Regions from separate parts of the Mus musculus genome. Here region 2 is linked to region 1. A link is a contact called in public HiChIP or PLAC-seq data. All regions are on one chromosome and are shown on one strand. Each heading gives the region's core, a stretch centred on a gene start, on an enhancer-like site or on the middle of the called end of the contact. The rest is flanking DNA. Distances are from core to core; before and after follow the strand shown.

What was found. HiChIP or PLAC-seq counts read pairs in DNA pulled down with a chosen protein or histone mark.
Region 2: a contact with region 1 is called in an H3K27ac HiChIP or PLAC-seq map of microglia, with 4 times the contacts expected there. The contact joins two enhancer-like sites. A contact is called at or near these places in 10 of 39 promoter capture datasets (the C10 cell line, the HPC-7 cell line, cranial neural crest and 7 more), 5 of 15 datasets of contacts at CTCF or cohesin (the G1E-ER4 cell line, embryonic stem cells, large pre-B cells and 2 more), 156 of 484 Hi-C or Micro-C datasets (the 63-12 cell line, the AML12 cell line, the AtT-20 cell line and 95 more), 25 of 115 datasets of contacts at active chromatin or transcription factors (the HPC-7 cell line, Th17 cells, acute myeloid leukemia and 17 more) and 5 of 9 other capture datasets (adipose tissue, bone marrow-derived macrophages, embryonic tail and 2 more).

What each region holds. Positions count from the first base shown.
Region 1 is chr7:99,662,160-99,668,085 of GRCm38.p6, forward strand. Slco2b1 (solute carrier organic anion transporter family, member 2b1) reads right to left here. Exons shown (of 14, transcript NM_001252530.1): 9 at 4,733-5,090; 10 at 2,620-2,785; 11 at 288-451. Among named protein-coding and RNA genes, the nearest start is that of Gm25409, 11 kb to the left of the region's middle. Within about 2 kb of position 2,617, at least 96 of the 459 cell types and tissues checked have an H3K27ac peak or open chromatin away from gene starts, as enhancers often do. A contact at or near this core is called in adipose tissue and microglia, where this site is marked.
Region 2 is chr7:99,778,013-99,783,938 of GRCm38.p6, forward strand. No RefSeq gene overlaps it. Among named protein-coding and RNA genes, the nearest start is that of Olfr521, 14 kb to the left of the region's middle. Within about 2 kb of position 3,534, at least 27 of the 459 cell types and tissues checked have an H3K27ac peak or open chromatin away from gene starts, as enhancers often do. A contact at or near this core is called in adipose tissue and microglia, where this site is marked.

The DNA.
Region 1 (5,926 bases), core at 1,367-3,866:
AGCCTGATTTATTGATTGCCATCTTCTAACTTCTAATATTCTTTCCTTCTTCCTTTCTCTTTTATTTTATTTTATTTTATTTTATTTTATTTTATTCTTTTCTTTTCTTCCTCCTTCTTCTTCTTCTTCTTTTTTCCTGACACAAGATCTTTCTGTGTAGTTCCAGCTGTCTTGGGGACCTAGGACACTTTAATGACCTCATTCCTTCACCTCTTCCCTTGAATGTCCCACCCTGGCTGTTGGTAGGGGCTCCTTGTACCCACCCACCCTGCCTGCTCTGCTGTCACCTCAGGATGAGCATGAAGGAAGGTGTGTGGGTGATGCTGGCCAGTCCCGCCCCCAGGCTGAACAGGACAATGAAGGGCAGCACCAGGCGGCTGCAGGCTGACTCACAGGAACCTGCAGGAACAGTGCCATTCCCTGCCACACAGCTGCAGTTGGTGTAGAAGACCTGGGGTGAGGAAAAGGAGAAGAGCCTTCAGGGGCCTCCAAGGGTAGTAGCCAGCCAAGGGCCTGGGCCTAAGGCCTGAGAGCTCCCAAGTTTCTACAGCCAGTAAGGCAGAGCTGGCTGGAGCCCCAGACTCTGACCATTGGTTGATCTGTGATCATTTGAGTCAAGTAAGGTGCCTGGAGACAGTCTGACTGTGCTCACACACTGAGACAGTCTGACTGAGGCACAGCTGTGAGGCAGACACTGTCTCTCTGCCAGTACTAGTGTGTTTGATGGTAGCCTGCAGAACTTCCAGCCAGGGATCAACTAATAGGTGGTCTTACCACCACTGTCCTTAGGTAGCTGTCCTGAGTGAGTCCAGCAAGCTGGGCTTTTTTTCCCTTTCCTATTGTTCAAAGTGTCTATGTGTTTGTTTATTTATTTGTGTGTGTGTGTGTGTGTGTGTGTGTGTGTCTGCACGTGTGCGCATGCGCACGCGCATATGTAAGTGTAGGTACCCACAGAGACCAGAAGAGTGTGTCAGATCTTCAGAGTGGAGTTACAGGTGGCTGCAAGCTGCCAGCCATGGATGCTGGGGACTGAGCTCGGATCCCCTGCTGGAGCTGTCCACTCTTTACACTCGTAAACGTTGAGCCATCTTTGCAGCACTAGGTCAGACCTGGACAATTGGACCATAGTTACTGGAAGCCACAGCCAGCTGGGCAGGGATTGGTGAACTGCTGGCTAGGGTACCTGGAGACCCCTGGGCCTCTTGCTTCTTACTACAGAAAAAAAAATTCTCTGACAATTCTCAGCATGAGAAGGGTTGAGAAACCCAAGGTAGCATTTTGAAAGGATTTAAGCTCAGTGGCTACTGGGATGAGCAAGCAGAAGTTCCCACTGTCAGGGTGCATGGGGAAAGACTTTTGAGGCGAAGTATTTAGGAGATAGAACTAATGAAAGAAGAAAGATAGGATGGCAGAGGGAGGGGCCACTGGGATGTCCACCTATTGCCATGCAGAGCTGCTAGGTATGGCCAGGCTGTACTGGCAGAACTCTAAGCCCTCGCAGCGCTTCACATATGTAAGGAGTGGCCTTTAGGCTTCAGTTACATGCGGAGCAGCCCGCTGAGCTGCAGACGCCCTGGAGTCAGGTCATGGAAAAACATGCCAAAGCAGAGGACTGGCAGGTAGCTCCAACACTGCTCCTTTGCTTGGAAGGACAGCTGGGGTGGACACCAAGGCTGGACACTGCTTTCTAGATTCTTCTCCAAGCTTTCCTCATAGGCATCTATGTCCATGGTGGGAGGTCCTCACAGACGTCTCCAGTCTCCCCCACAGGGATGACTTTGCCTTATAAGCCTGAGATCTTACTCTGTCTCTACCTGAGTGCACCTTGGGCATGGACCAGCCCATTCCTGGGCCCAGGTTCTTATGATGAACCAAGGAGTTACATGTGACAAGAGCCAATCAACCCCAGGCTGGAAAGAATCCCTGAGCGCTGACCCTCCTGAGTGGTGGATCCTCTGAATCCAGTGCAGGCTTCGGACCAGAGACCTTGATTCTAGTCCCAGCTCTGGTATAAGACCTTGGGCACTGCTTAGTCCTTTCCCAGGCCTTCATTTATTATCTATACAATGGGCATAAAAAAAGTAAGTGCTTAAAATCTCCTAGGAACTGTGGCTTTTCTGCTTCCTTGCTAGTAAACTCACCCGGTAAACCACTCAGTGCAAGACCTGGGTGGGGAGGGAAGTCTAGCAAGACACACAAAGTGTGTGTTCCTAAAATCTCTACATATGCTGCTGTCCTGCCTAGAAAGTCCTCCCATCCCAAGCCCTTATTTTCCTAATGATCCCGGAAGATCTGTCACAGATGGTGCTTCTTTTGGGGCCCTCAGAGACCCTCCCAGATGGGCTGTGTCCCTTTCCACGCTTGTATGTACTGGTAGGGACCACTTCTGTCCATCTGTAGCCTGGAGTTCCTGTGGGTCATTTCCTCAAGCAAGCTAGCAGCTGGGAGCTCAGGCTCACCTCCCTGAGCCCTAGCTGGCAACGAAACTTGTTGACAGAACGGGGCTCTGCACTTGCCAAAGCAGAGGAACGAGGCAGAGACAGAGGGAAAGCAAGAGGTTCAGAGTGACAGGCAGCATGTGTGATAGGAGGAGTAGGGTGTGTGGGAGGTTGGCCTTACCTGGCTTTTGCCCAGAGCCTCCTGGACGACACGACCTGTGCAGCCTGCATGGCAGGGTGTGGTGTACTCCACATAGGCACTGGTATCACAAACAGGGTTAAAGTCATCTGATTGGCAGGAGCAGGGCTCTGAGCAGCCAGGAAACAGGCTTGGCCCTGGCTGGGCACTAGACAGAGAAGAGGCAAATGTGTTTGGCTGGGCTCTCTTCTCTCAGGCCTCTGGCTGAAGCCTGGCTCCTACTCTGAGAGGAGTGGCCAGTGATTTCAGCTGCAGCTGTTCCCTGAGGGAGAACCGCTTAAGGAACTTTCCTGATGGGGGAGTGAGGAGTCTGGGCTGTGGAGTGCCCTTTCAACCCTGGATTCTACATGTCTGGGAGCTTCTGCAAATATTCCTGTATTTGGATGGAACACAATTGAAATCCCTTCCAGAAGTGAGTGTCAGATGAAGGGGCCATTCTCTCTTTGAGCTGAATTGTTACTTTGTCTCAGCCAAGGACAGCTGCGGTGGGCCCTGGCAGGAGATGGAGCAGCTGTGGGGCCTCTAACCTATGCCTTCCTCCCTGCGGGACGGTAATTTCTCTGTAATCTGGGCTGGGGTTCCCTTCTCACTGTCGCTTTCCTGAAGTCTCACGACCTCTGTGGTCATTCTCCTGTCCTGCTCACAGTGTCAAGTGCCCCCACCAGAGGACCTGCCCCAGGATCCCAGGCGTGCTCTACCCTAGCTGGAGAACTGAGGTTGGATAGGAGCTGGAGCTAGAAGAGAGGCTGAGTCTAAAGGGGTGAGCACCCTGGGTTGGGGGCTAGAGAACAGCTTTGGGACATAGGCTGTAGCCTGGCTTTCATGCCAGGAGGAAACACAACACCCTTGCCAGGTGACACCGTATCTTCAGTAAAGTGGGTCTATCAACAGAAGCGATTATAGAGATCTCATGGAGACTCAGAGGAACACAAGAGGGAAACTCCATTGGCCTCGGAAAGCCTCAGTGAACTAGAACTTGGAGCGCATCAATTATAAGATCTTTGGTGAGAATATGGGTGAGATGCGATGTCAAGACTGAGGGAGGAGGGGAGAAAGAAGACACAGGCAAGCAGGATGGCCTGAGACCAGTTGAGTGAACTGGGGAAAGTCCCTATTCCTGTACAACTAGTGTCATGGACACCTGCCCAGAGCCAGGGCCTCTTACACACTCAGCAGGCTCAAGGCTCCCCCACCTCACCCCACCCCACTCCACCCGCGTGTGCTTCATAAAGTCTCCATGCAGTCTTTCTAATGGGTTCTATCATTGCCCCTTTGCTTAAAATCCCCACTGACTTGACATGAAACATAATTGCTCAGGCTTGGGGCTTCCTGTGGGCCCATAGGGTGTGGCCCGTACACAGAAGGCCCTACTCCAGACAGCCTGGCTCTTAGAGAAAAGAAGGAATGGAGTCAAGTGATGAGGGTGGGGTCCAAGTGTCTTGGCCCTGAGCTGAGTCCTCCGAAGTCACGTGAGAGAGGGACCAGGTGAGGAAACCTGGCACTTGAGTGGGGGAGGCTGTGCCAAGGGGGAAATTCTAGCTGGGTACTGGGCCAAACAAAGCTTAGTACATCTTCCAGTTAAAATGAGGTCACCGTAGGAAGAGGCAAGGTTTCTTAACCTCGTCTGCCTTCTTGAGGGGGACTGCCCAGTTCCTTGTTCACCTGCTTTTTGAAACCAAGGCATGGAGCTTGTCCCTTCTTGGGCAGACCTAATTTCATCTGGGAACAAATGTCTCTCTCAGGCTATGCTGGGTCCTGCCTCCTATGCGTGGCGTCCATTCCACTTCTGCGGGCCCGCAGGTCTCAGCCTCCCTGGAAATACTATCCCGCAACTGGCTGCACCCTGGCTCTTCCCAGGCCTCCTGGCCTTGGTGTTCCATCCATGCCTCTTCTGTGGCATTGGGTGCCTACCAGTGACCACTGCTTGCTTGTACCTGAGCCCAGAAAAGGGCTTGCATAGGGCTTTGTAGGCACTGGGGGAGGGGGAGGGGGAGGGGATACACTGTGTATGGGGGGGAGGGAGGGCGGGTAGGAGAGGTAGGTGGCTCACTGACCTATCCTCACCACGCACCTTCCCATGTGCATGCCCACTCACCCCAGGTCTTGTGTGATGCCTGCAATTTGATGGGTAGAGCAGCCAATGAAGAAGAGCGGCACGCTGAAGAGCAGACACAACAGCGAGCCGAGGAGGCAGAGGGCACTGCACTGCACCGGGCTCAGGTGGAGGCGCTTGACTAAGACACCTCCCATCATGATGCCCACGATGACCAGAGGGATAGTGAGGCAGCCAAGGAGCATGTTGGCAAAGGAGGCTGTGATGGAAAACTGGCGTTCCAGGAACTTAGGCAGGAAGGTGGCCATGCCCGCTACCATGGATGAGGTGCACACCTGGGACAGGACTACCAGCAAGAAGATGGGGTGGCGCAGATTCCGCAGCAGCACCCTAGGGAAGACTGTCGGGACAAGCGGGAAGGAGGTCAGCGTGGGCAGCCAGCCACAGTATCCACATCTGTCCAGCCCGCCCCATCTGTTCCGTTCTCTCTCTTCCATTCCGTTTAAGTCTAGCGTGTCCCATGCTATCACATTACGTTGGACTCTTTTCCCGTCCTGCTCTAGTTTTGAAATTCTCCTCACGCCTTTCAGTTCAGAGTTACGTGGGAGTTTATTAAATGTGTTTATTTCTGTTCGGGTCTGTTTGAGTCGAGTCTACTTCCCTCCATCTCATTTGGGTCTATTTCATTCACTCCGTCTCATTTCAGCCCCCCCCCCCATTTCTATTAGATTGTTCTCCCTCCCTCCACTCCCACCGGGTCCTTTCCATCTTGTCTTGCTCTTTTGAACCAGCCTGGGCTTGGGTCTTTCCTTCTTTGTCCTTAACTCAGATGCCCACTCCTGCCCTGATGCCTCTCGGCTAGAGTGTGTTTCCTGAGAGCATTGTACCGAACCAATTGTACATTTTATTCATTTAGCCGTTTTATTGCCAGCTCACCCCCATTTTATTTCAGAGTAGTAATTTTTACAGTATCAGTTGCTTTATCTCTAGAGCCCAGGGCACACTGGTCATTTTGTCAAAACGTTGTAAATACTGTTTAATGGATGAGGACTGGATCAAATGTCCAAACGCCGGGGGCAGAGAATCTCAGGTCTCCAGAGAAAATGAACCCTGGGCAGCCGTGGGCCAGGAGGCTCCCTGGATGTAGGACAGAGCTAGGACCTAGAGAACAAGGGGACTTGGAGAGGAATTCCTAATGGGATGTGGGCAGGAGAGCAGGCTGGAGACAGGCAGTAA
Region 2 (5,926 bases), core at 2,284-4,783, 120 kb after region 1:
GCCCAGGGATTTGCATTTGTCTTAGTTAGGGTTCCATTGCTGTGAAGAGACACAATGACCAAGGCAACTCTTATAAAGGACAACATTTAGTTGGGGCTGGCTTACAGGTTCAGAGACTCAGTCCATTTTCATCATGGTGGGAATATGGTAGTGTGTAGGCAGACATGGTGCTGGAGGAGCCAAGAGTTCTACATCTTGATCTGAAGGCGGACAGAAGGAGACTATGTGCCACATTAGGAATAGTTTGAGTCTAGGAGACTTCAAAGCCCACCCCCACAGTGACACACTTCCTCCAAGAAGCATTTAAACATGAGTCTTTGGGGACCATACCTATTCAAACTACCACAGCATTCTAATATAAATAAGCAAACAATGAGTTCTAAGCATGCATGGCTTTTGACAATACTGTACAGAATGATGCGTTCAATATAGTACTCATACTACCACTCAGAATTGTCCTGGAACTTTCTGCTGGTGGAAAAAAATTTATCTGAAAGTAAATTTATTGACCTTCCTTTTGCCAGAGAATGACATACTTCATACACACCAGATTCTCCTTGCCTTGGCTGACAGGAACTCGAGCCTGTTTCTTAGCGTTTACACCTTTCTTTATCAGGAGCCTAAAAATAGCCGCTGTTCTCCCTTCTAAATTATTTTTTGTTATGTTTTGCCCTATTTTACACTGCTTTCCACAGAAGTCAAATATTTCTTACACATAGAATACAAATAAATATATAATATGCATTGGTATGTGATTGATATGTACTGGTATGATTTTGAAAGCAAAATTATGAGCACCAGAAAAACTTACAATTATTATTTTATGTTACTTTTTCTTTTCAGTGGGTTGTCTTGAGTAATTTCTAGACTGGGGGAATTTTTCCATCCATGAGCTGTGTAATGAATGTTCTTTCTAGAGAGGGGGCTAGCAGACCTTAGAAGCATGAAGGGAAGTATCAGGGTTCAGGTGTTGGTTAGTTTTAAGTGTCAACTTGACACAAACTAGAGCCACTTATAAAAAAATTGTCTGAATAAAGAATTATCTAGATCAGGTTGGCTTGTAGCATATCTCTATGGAGTTTTCCTGATTCTTAACTGATTTTGGAAGAGGCAGTCCACTGTAGGCAGTACCATTCCCTAGGCTGGGAGGTCCTGATCAATGTAAAGAAAAAAAAAAAAAGCTACTCGGAGAGAGCTAGTTGAGAGCAGGTGTGAGTGGCTTGCTTCTTGAGTTCCTGTCTTGACTTCCCTCGGTAATCAACTGTAACTTGGAATTGTAAGTGGAATAAACCCCTGCCAGATGTATCATCACAGCAACAGAAATGAAAGTGAGACAAGGGAACTGTAGTGGCTATTCCTGGTTGTCAACTTGACTATATTTGTAATGAACTACAATCCAGAATTGGAAGGCTCACCAGTGACCCTTATCTGGATCTTGGTTTGGAGATCTTGAGCCATAGTAGCTATGGATTCCAGAAGATTGAATCTCTGAGTTCAAGGAACACACCTTTAATCTGGGCTACGGCTTTCATCTGGGATTAAGGGTGTGGTGGAACACACCTTTAATCTGGGCTACACCTTCTGCTGGAGACAATATAAGGACATTGGAAGAAGGGAGTCTAGCTCTTGCTCTTGCTCCTTCGCCTGCTTGCTGCGTGAGACTGAGTAACTGCTAGATCCTTGGACTTCCATTCACAGCTGCGACTGAATCATTGTTGGGAATTGGGCTGCCGACTGTAAGTCATCAATAAATTCCTTTACTATCTAGAGACTATCCATAAGTTCTGTGACTCTAGAGAACCCTGACTAATACAGGAACCATGGGTATCAGGGTCTAGGAGAAGCCGAGAGTTGGTGCTGTTGTGCGTTGCAGGAGCCCAGTGAAGTATCCTTGTATTTTCCCGTTTTACTAAGGACCTCCTCCCAGGCTGAGATCCCCTCCATTTCAGTTATCTGTGGGGCTAATCTCCAGAGAACTTGTTACTTTTGGAATTGTTCCTTTAATAAAACTTTTGTTTGACTAAATCAACCAAAGGAGTTCTCAGTTCTTTCAAACAAGACTCTGAGCGCTACTGCTGGGTAGTTTTCTGTCACTTGCAACCAAAAATGTCTTGGTTAGTTTGCAGCAGAGCCCCCTTCTGCCCCTGCATGTTCTTCACATGCAGAACCAGTCACTGGGATGTCTTCCTAACACTCCCAAGTCAGTCTCTGGAAAGAGGAAGGGCAGGATGAGTGACACACACTGAACAGTCAATATGGTTTCAAGACTTCCGTATGATCTTTTCCTCTCCTTTACCCAGAATCCTCCCCTTCTGACACGATCTTTAGGAGTTGGGATGCAAGGGAAATGATTCTGTTTGTTCCTGTTTCCCACTCCTACAGCACAAGTGTCTCTAAGGATCCCCCACAGCAAGAGAACTGCATCTGGGACCGTCTGAATTGGTGCACACAAGGACAAGAAAGGATTACCAGGCTGAGCAGCTGATGGAGAAGAAAAGCTTGGGAAGAGGAAATGTGGCCTGAGGGGGTATGGACAGAGAACAAGATGGAAGGCTACAGTTCCATCCATGTAGTCATAATGGTCTGTCTGGTTCATGGTCACAGCCATCCCTCATCCGCAGCCACCATCTCAATCCTTTCCCTTCACATCTGATCGTGTACCCTGAAGACAAGAATTCCTCCTTCTGTTTCCTTCTGATGGTCTCGTGTCTCCCATACAGATGAGACTACACATCTGTAGCAGCTTCCTCCTTTGATGATGGGTCTTAGCCTTCTCTTGGGCTGTCTGCCTTCCACTCCAGTCCATCTGGTTGTCTGCACTCTATTGTCATCCAGGAATGCCCAAAGGAAGATGGAGAGTCATCTCAGTTCCTAGAGCTCAGCACAAAATCAGAATAAAATCTAAAGTAGTTTACTTGGTTTTTTGTTTGTTTGTTTGTTTGTTTTTGTTTTTGAGATAGGATCTTATCATGCAGCAAGACTGGCCTCAAACTTAAAATACTCCCCCCTCAGCCTCCTGAGTGCTGGGATTTCAGATGTACACCACCACACCATACCACTCCCAAGTCAAGGGCTAACTACTGTGAGTTAAGAGGCAGTTTGGTAGACAGCAGGTCATCAGTGGGTATTGTAGGGAGGAATAGAAAGAGAAGAGAGAGAGAGAGAGAGAGAGACAGACAGACAGACAGATAGACAGACAGACAGAGACAGAGAGAGAAAGAGAGACTATCCTTCTTCTCAGAGCCTAAATGGAGGAAGATGAGCAGCAGAAGAACATTTCTTATTAGGCTATTTGATGTCCTCAAAGCAAAGGTGTCAGTGAATGCAATAGAGTATCTCAAAATAAATAGTAAGAAAGTTCCATGAAATAAAGAACTAATTTCACAGCATTAAAGGATACAGTAGACATCAAGAAGAATAAATGAGAGTAGGAAACAGATTACCTGTGCACACTGCCATGCCATACTGCACAAGGTCATGAACAAACTAAGAGAGGAAGCAAAAGCCCTTATCCACATCAGGGCCACATGATGACCAGCTCACTCAGAGCTAAAGGCAGCAGGCAGACATTTCAGACACACAGGAAGTGGTAACACAGCACCCGTGGGCTCCGCTCTGAAAGTCTGTTATGTAAGACAATGCAGACAGCCAGCAGACGACTCAAAATAAAGAATGGCCAGAATTAAGAATCGGTGATAAAAGTGACAGTGATGAGTAGCATTTAAATACAGAACCTAGGCTGAAGCATTCTGGGAATTATAACTACGGAACAAAAATTAATGTTCTGAACTTTGACAAAGTAAAATTAATGATACAACTAATATCGTTCAGGATCAAAGAACAAGTATACAAAGTCAATATCCTTTAAAATGAAAACGAGAAATTAGAAAGTAACAGCTTCTATTTATTAATGTTTTCCAGTCCTTTTTTCCTTTATTAACCCTTGTGCTTCATTTAGTAGTTAACGTCTCTTGAGCAAAAGACACATTTATCTTTATTGGCTTTTAGGTTAGCAGACAAAATAAGGATGAAACTGTCCTTTATGCTCATTTGTTCCCCTCCCCCACAGCCACTGTCCTGCCTCCTCCTCTTCAGCTGGTTCCTCTTCTCCTAGTTAGTGCTCCACCCCCTTCTGCTTTCTGATCACATGGAACCTTGGGACCTCTTTCTGCCTTCTGTTTTCTTTTTCAGTTTCACGACCTAAAGAATGCACATATAAACATGTGTGCATATGCACATACACAAACACAAACAGAAAGAAAGAATGAATGAATGAATGAATGAATGAATGAAAGAGAGAGAGAGAGAGAGAACACACCATGTGCAGTATGTGTCTCTCTGAGTCTGCCTTGTTTCACTTAGCACAGTGACCTTTCAATTGAAGATGTCCCTGAAACAGGCCATGACTTCGTTTCTTTGTACGGCTGCATAAAATATAAGCACCTCCTTTTCTCCACCCACTCATCTGTTAATGGACATTCACCTAGTTCCAATTCCTGACTATTGTAAATACCACAGCTATAATGAAAATTACAAGCATCTCTTATGAGTTCTGTGAGTACATACCCCAGAGTACCATAACTGGGTCAGAGTCATTGCAGTTGCTGCTTTTCTAGGACCATCCATACTAATGTACATGGTTGCTATATGAATTTGCATCACAACTATCATTGATTAAGAGGCTCTCTCTCCCTATATCCTTACCAGTCCTTGTTAATATTTTAAGACTGATTTTTATTATTTTTAATTATGTGTAGGTGCATATATCTGTCTATGGGTGTGTACATGTATGTGGAAGTACCCCCAGTGGCCAGAGCCATCTCTCCGGTGCCCTTGGCCACTGAGCCATCTCTCCAGTCCCATTCCGGCTGAGTTGATTTTCTCAACTCAGTTTTACTTTGCATTTCCCTGATAGCTAAGACTGTTGAATACTTTTTGAAGTATTTACTAGCTATTTCTATTTCTTCCTTTGATATCTATTCAATTCACAGACAATCCACCGACTGAGTGGTTCAGCTTTTTGGTAATTTTTGCAATTTTTTATATGTCCTGGATATTAACCCACTGTCTTATTTAGAGTTGGTAAAGATATCTTCCCCCTTCTGTAAACTGTTTCAACCCAAACCAAAGTACAAAAGGATTATAAGACAACAGTGTGAACTATGACACATCAGTGAACTAGATTAACAAGATAAAATGAAAATTTTCTATAAACACCCAGGAGAGTCCAGAAAAAGGGGAAAATATCAAGTGTAAGCAAAGAGGCTGGATGGAAAAAGCTTACAACCAATAAAAGTCCAGAGCCGAGGATGTGCTTGGTGTGTCCTGTGACTTACAGAATAATTAACATTATTCTCAAGGATGTTAAGGGGGGAAAAGAGGGAGGAACACCATGGAAGTCATTAGATGAATTCAGCATCAGCATCATAGCAGAGCCCAGGCAAAGACATCAAAAGAAAGCTAACACCCATCCATCAATACCCTCTGTGATATAAATGCAAAACTTCTCGGTAAACGCTATCCAATTGAATCCATTTTCAAATCGTAATACACTGTGACCACATGAAATTTACCACAGACCGGAAGAGTGTCTGAATACATTAGAGTCTATATAAGGCAGCACAGAATGACGGGCGTGGGAGGATCACATGATCACCTTAATTGATGCAGTGAAAACATTTGACAAAATTCAATAGCCTTTCAAGGCTCAGAAAGCTAGGAAGAAATGGAATCTTCCTCTGAATGGGAATATGCACTCATGAGGAACGTACAGTAAGTGACCTCATTGCTGCAGGTTTGAAAGCCTTTCTTTCCTCCTAAAGCAAGAAGGAGAACACGAACAAGACAAGGTCTCCCTCTTTTGTCTCTTCAACATTGTTCTCAAAATCCTTGGTTGGTTGGTTAGTGGTTGTGGTTGTTTTTTGGT